Linked DNA regions of Capsicum annuum: region 2 is linked to region 1. The links are chromatin contacts, called in public Hi-C maps. All regions are on one chromosome and are shown on one strand. Each heading gives the region's core, a stretch centred on a gene start, on an enhancer-like site or on the middle of the called end of the contact. The rest is flanking DNA. Distances are from core to core; before and after follow the strand shown. Region 1 has its middle 18 kb from the start of LOC107863936. Region 2 holds the start of LOC107863934 (gibberellin receptor GID1B-like).

What was found. A called contact is a pair of places that touch in the nucleus more often than the background predicts.
Region 2: a Hi-C map of leaf shows a contact between it and region 1, with 2.9 times the contacts expected there. The contact joins the promoter of LOC107863934 here to the enhancer-like site in region 1. A contact is called at or near these places in 2 of 5 Hi-C or Micro-C datasets (leaf and placenta).

Annotation. Positions count from the first base shown.
Region 1 is chr3:35,678,021-35,681,411 of UCD10Xv1.1, reverse strand. No RefSeq gene overlaps it. Among protein-coding and RNA genes, the nearest start is that of LOC107863936, 18 kb to the right of the region's middle. Within about 2 kb of position 1,296, at least 3 of the 5 cell types and tissues checked have an H3K27ac peak or open chromatin away from gene starts, as enhancers often do. A contact at or near this core is called in leaf, where this site is marked.
Region 2 is chr3:35,787,757-35,790,981 of UCD10Xv1.1, reverse strand. It overlaps LOC107863934 (gibberellin receptor GID1B-like), which reads right to left and starts at 1,673. Exons shown (of 2, transcript NM_001324878.1): 1 at 1,635-1,673; 2 at 1-994. The coding sequence starts at 1,673.

The DNA of each region.
Region 1 (3,391 bases), core at 47-2,546:
TATGTATTTTTATTAATCATGACAGTCCCTCTTAATTGAGCTAATGAAGGCTATTTGTTTACAATAATGTTTAATGCTCTAAATTCATATCTTCAATCTTGTCTTTTTAGTGATAGTTTTTTTTATATGATTCTCCTAAAAGAACTAATAAACTATATATGGGGCTTATAGTGTTCGTCGCTAGCGTTGTAATTCTTTTGGAATATTCTGTTTATAATTTAGAGTTTAAGTTAAGTCTTGTAAAAATTGATAAAGATTACAGATTTATTAACATGTTAAATTACACTGATGATATAAAGATTCATCTCGATGATAGCGTAAATTTGAATCCCATATATTAATTATTTCATTAGGGACCAAGTTCTCTAGCTCTAGAATTTTATTTTATTTTTTAAATAAAAAATAAAAAATCCCAAATTGATTCTTTGTTAGAAAATTGCTTCTCCAAAGTGTTTTCTTGGATGTCCATTTCATGGCTTAGCTTTTGGTAGTTAATTTGCATGTGTTTGTTACAAAAAGCAGTTTCAGAGAAGAGCGGAGCTAAGTGATAGGACAGATAATATACATTTATTAAGTTCAATACAGTATTGACAATATAAAATTAGACAATCCGATTATTTGAAAGGTAACTAGTATAAGATTATTCATGCACTATGAATTATGATAACAAAGATAAAGATACAATTACACAAATCTAAAATCATAATCTTGAGTTGGAGTAATTAGATTTACATACCAGTAGCGATAGCAATCAACGATTAAGCCTGAGACCAATTTTCACGATCCACTAGTTATCACACTCTAAAAGTTTATAGGACTCAACCATAAGATGTCAACCACTATATCACATTATTACAAAAAAAAAAAAAAAAAAACCACTATATCACATATTTGGTAATTGAACATGCTAGGTTTTCTCTGAGCTAAAAGAAATAACTTTTCCTAAAAAACACTTTTTTGAAAAAAACAATACACTTTTAAAAAAATTGTCCAAACAACTGCTCAAAAGTGCTTTTTAAATTTATTGATCAAACACAAACTGTTTCTTATAATAAGTATTTTTATTTTTTTTGAAAAACGCTTATAAAAAAATACTTTTCAAAATAAACTGATTTTAAAATTTTGGTCAAACATGCTATAAATATGAAGAATATTCAATAAAATAAATTAGTCTCTATAAATTTCTATTCTATTAAAATACACCTATTAATAAGAAGCGTTATACGTAATATATAGTATACCATGTATACAATACCCATTTTGGGCCTGTGATTTTATTGCTGATGCGCAATTTAGGCCGAAAACTGGGTTGAGACCATGGCATGATCCAGAGTTTCTTTTGCTGAATGAATATCAACTGAGTACATATATAAGTTTTAAAGAATAGCTATTGTTTACAAAGTTGGCATATGTTATGAAGTTGTTCACCAATTGAACTAATGGAGTTATTAAGTGCCAAACAAATGTTTTTGAACAAACTATCTTACCTTCAAGTCTATAAGAGGTATCTGTTTTAACAAAAATTATTTAAATTCATTGGTTAATTGTATTTGCGGATATTTTTGTTGGGTTTGAAATTGGTTGGGCGTCATACGGAAGTAAATAATTTGCAAATCATGAGACAATAAATCAAACGATAAAGAAAACAATACTAAAAAACATAAAATTATTATATGATTTGGCCATGTCGAAGCTTAAAATTTGTAAACCACCGTGGTGATAATTCAGAAGACACATAAAATAATATAAAAAGATTAATAAACTATCTATCTATAATCTATATCTATATTTATATATCAATATATCTATATATCTATATAATATATTAAAAGTGTGAAGACCCTTAGAAAAATAATTTAAACTTTTTGTCCTTCATTCAAAGACTCCATAATAGACAAAATCATCTTTTTTCACTATTTGGTTAAATTATTATTTAATTATTTTAATAATATTAACCATAATATTGAATCCTAAAATATATATATGAAAAGAAAAAAATTAAGAGTCCTTAAATATATGGTAACAAACAAATATCAGGGTAAGAAGAATTAGAAAAAAAAACTACTAAAACTCCTAAAATTTAAGAACCATACGTGTGTATGGCTTTAATTTTTTTTTTTTTTTTAAATAAGATAATAAAATCTATTTTGTATTAAACCAAAGCAAAAATCTAAAAGAACTATAAACAATGTACAATAAATGTCTATTTATAGTAGTTTATTATTTTTGAAATTTTTATTTTTCTAAAGTTGGTAGTTATTTATGGGAAAAAAAAATATAAATTTACCATATTTAGATCATTTCTTTGAAAGAGTTTTGGACTTTTATAAATTGATAATTCTTCTAAAACAATACAATAGCATCTTCAATGAACATATGAAAAATAAAAAAAAATACTTTTGGTCTTAGATCATTCTTTATTGTTTGCTTTAGAATTATTTTTTACGTCAAAAAATATTCCTGTAATGTTTAATTTACTTTAAGGTGCATTGATTTTGTAGGTATCTTGAAGATGGATGATGATGATAATATTTATAGACAGTTGATTCGAATTTTGAAAGGTGATTAATTTCGCGTGTCAATTTTTAGTTTTGAATGATATAAATTATTGTAGCTATTCATTCTTATTCTTTTCATTTAATGATCTTTTCTTTATCTTCTTTTATGATATGATATGTAGTTTATCAAACTTTACGATAAAGAAAAATTAGTATGATGAAAAGCATAATTAAATCTGGCCGTAGAAACATACAATAATGGACAAAGAGACACAACAAGAGACAAAGAAGAGAACGAGCGAATGTTTCTCCAAAAATATCCGCAGTACGAAAGAGTTAATAAGCGTTTCTTTAAAAGTATTCAAAAATGAAGTAAAAATTCAATGTATAGTACAATCCTTGAGTCTATTTGAGTCTATTTGGCAGGACATACGAAGCACGAGGTTTGACTAAATTAAACTCACATTTTGAGATTAATTTTTTTTTTTTAAAATAATATTTTGAAAGGTGAAATTGAGAATATTCATTATTATATGAGAATAATTTCTCTTTTGATTAAATTTGTTTCATCGCATACATATTTAACATTAGTTGAATTAAGAAGTAATGGTTGATAGATGTTGTCACCAAGGTAAGTTAAAGATTTTACACATTACGCTTCGATTTTGTTAAATCTGTGTTAGAATTTTTCCAAAAGTATTCATAGTACAAAAGAGTTTATAAACTTTTTTCCAAAAGTATTTATGAATAAAGTAAAAATTCAACATACAATACAATCCTTGGGTCTATTTGGTAAGACCTAATAATTTTTTGGTATATCTAACATCTTTATTGGGAGATCAGCAGAAACCTTATCCTTTCTCTGTTTTTTAATTTACTTAAAAGGTTCCGTA
Region 2 (3,225 bases), core at 424-2,923, 110 kb before region 1:
AATGGTTAGGATGGATAAAGCTTCTTATCTCCTCCATTAGGCAACGAAAATGATCGTTATTAGGCAAGAAATAGAAACCTATTGTTGCCTGCTTTAGATATAGTAGATTCACCTCGTGCCCTGATTTTCGTAACCCTTCAACATAAGTCAATTGCCAATCTTGAACAAGATCCAAACCAGCTACGACGACTAAACTCTTTGGAAAGTTTAGTCCTTCAAGACTTCTACCCCTCGGGCCAAATATGTTACATGCTGGATGGTCCCTATCTTCCCTTTCGGGTAAATATGCCCTCCAGTACCAATCCCTATCTTGAACTGTTACAAAGTATTTCCCATCCAATCTACTCTCGGATTCGGTCCTCTTTTGTCCACCAAACATTGGATGAAGAAGAATATTTCCCAATACCTCAATATCGGCTTCAGCAGCCTTCACCGCAACATGGTGAGCAATATTACCACCAGAACTATCACCCGCCATGTAGACATGAACTTTCAAATCCTTCCCACTTTGAAGCCATTGCCTTGATTGAACCCATTTAAGAGCAGCCCATCCATCATCATATGCACAAGGATACCGATTCTCAGGTGATCGTCGATAATTAACAGAAACAACAACAGCCTTGCAAATGCTAACAAGGCGCCGACAAAATGTGTCGTAAATAGCACTATTGGCTGAAGAATGAGTGAAACTTCCACCATGGAAGAAAATAATGACAGGAACAATTTCTGTAGTGCTCAAAGGTTTATCGAGTTCAATTTTACCCCAATCAGCCTCATGTTTCGGGGCAGGTTTATAGACACGGTTAAGCAGGCTTGTAGCACGATCAACAACATCAAACGAGTAAACACCATCAACTGGAATCGAATTTGCAGGGACTTTCCTTTCCAAGAACTCAGCTAAATAGCGATTGAACGTGCCATCAGACCGACGAAGCATGTTGTAAGCCAGCTTGAAATTGGATATAAGTATCCATGTATTAAGTGGAACCACCCTCTGCATAAAGGGACATAAGGCCTAGTCAATACCAAAAAAAAACATCTAACAAATATCCATTTCCCCCCAAAGTACTAAAAGCAAAATTGATCATAGCAACATACATCTTGTGACAACCCAGAAATAGTCACAACAAATAAAGGAAAAAATGTATAGAATTTGTACGTATAGCCAGAAAGAGAAAGTAAGCAAATGGAAAAGAAAAAGAAAAGAATCAATCCCCAAAAAGAGCAAATTGGAAAGCAAAAGGTGATTTTGTAAAGGAGGTTAAATATGTACAGACAAGCCAAAGAAACATAAGAAGAGCAGACCATTTACCTAAATCAATGATAAAGATTCATCCTTTTTTCCGTAAAACAAAAAAATTCAAATTTTCTTAAATACACAAAAGGTCAAACCCCAAAACACAGGATACTAACTAATGAAAAAATTCAAACAAGAACCAGTGGATTCAGACCAGGGTGGGAATTGAACATCCTTCGTCAAAAAATTATACTATGTATATAAAACTTAAATTATTTTTCTTGAACACCGTTAATGAAATTTCTGGCTTCGCTGCTTATTGACATGAAATGATCCTCAAATTAAACAAAAAAAAAAGTTGGAATTAACAGAATAATTAACAAGAGAAAAAGGGTACCTTAGATTCACTAGCGTTGATCTCGTTACTGCCTGCCATGACTACAGTATTAACTAAAGACAGAGAACTTTGGGCAAGAAAGTTAAAAGGGTGCACCGATCTTCAAGAATATGAGTGTATTAGTGCTCATAATGATCCAAAGAATGGAGAGTAGTGATGTAAGTGAAGGGGAGTTTGATTCTTTAACTAAACAACAACAATAACAAGAGTCTTTCAAGAAAACAGAAGGAATGTGACAAGGGAGGGGGCTTAAGGGAAGTAAAGAGAGAGTATTAGCCCAAAGTTGGAAGTTTAAAGCGTGGAGAAGTTGCGCACACACACACACGAGAGAGTGAAATAGGTGAAGACTATAAGGGGAGAGGGGTGAGGTGGGGTGGAGGGAGTGGAGGTGGGACTAGAGAGGACAAGAACAGTGAGGAAAAAGAAGAAAAAGAGGATGAGAGAGAGAGAGAGAGTAATTAACAATTCATGGTAGTGCTGTTTGTAACTGTTAAGGCTGTTTTTGCCCAACATACAATAAAGAAAAAACAAACAAAGAAATAATACTATGTATAAAAATAAAAAAGAATCACCAATAGTCCAAAACTTTAAAAAAAAAAAAAAAAACTCGTTTAAACGCAACCTAAGAGTCTAAGCCTCATTTATTTGCACATATAAGTATAAATCTGAATGATTCAGTTTTCAGTTCATTAAGTATATTTATTTATTTTTATAAATTATTTTTTAATGTATTTGAAAACCTTTGATTAATATTTAGATACTTTTTAAAATATAATTTATTCCCTCAAAACTCTTTTTAAATATTTTAATTATCTTTAAATATTTTAATTATCACTTAAATAATATTCAGATTCTTTTTAAAATACAATTTATTCGCTCAAAACTCTTTTTAAATATTTTAATTATCACTCAAATAATAATTTTGATGTTTAAGTTTTATCTAATATTTTTTTCATATAATATAATATTTTATTACTTTTAAAATTTGAATTACATATTTATTATGAATTAATATATTACGTACATTCAGATGTTAAAAACAAACATTCTTAATCATTCAGTATTCAGATCTAGAAACAACATATTAATAATTCAGATACTCATTCAGATCCAGACGTCTTAAACTTAAAAAAAAAAAAAAACAAATGCACCCTAAGACTATCATGTTATTTATAGTTTTTTCTTTTGGTTTTCTCACTGGGTTTCTGATATTTATTTTGAATTCAATTAATGTAAATTTGTATCGAAAAAAAATTTGATGATAAAATATTACACTATTTTTTCAATCCGACCACAGTATTGTTTTTGAAGTTGAAGCCACGATCAGATTCAATTAAATTTGATCTTATCCAGCATAAGAACAATCGATCTATTTGGACGATAGAATGATTCTTATTTCAAATTAGTTTCTCCCAATTATGTCTAGTAATAGAAAGGAACGGTTGCTACCAAACTCAATACAAAAATGAAAGAATTTTGTGTGCAAGAGTTGCACCTTCGAATTGTTTGTTTTGAAAATTTCTCGAGGAACTAATTATAGGCATTTCTCTATCAGAAAAAGTAGAATTGTTATGAATTATGATCAGCATTA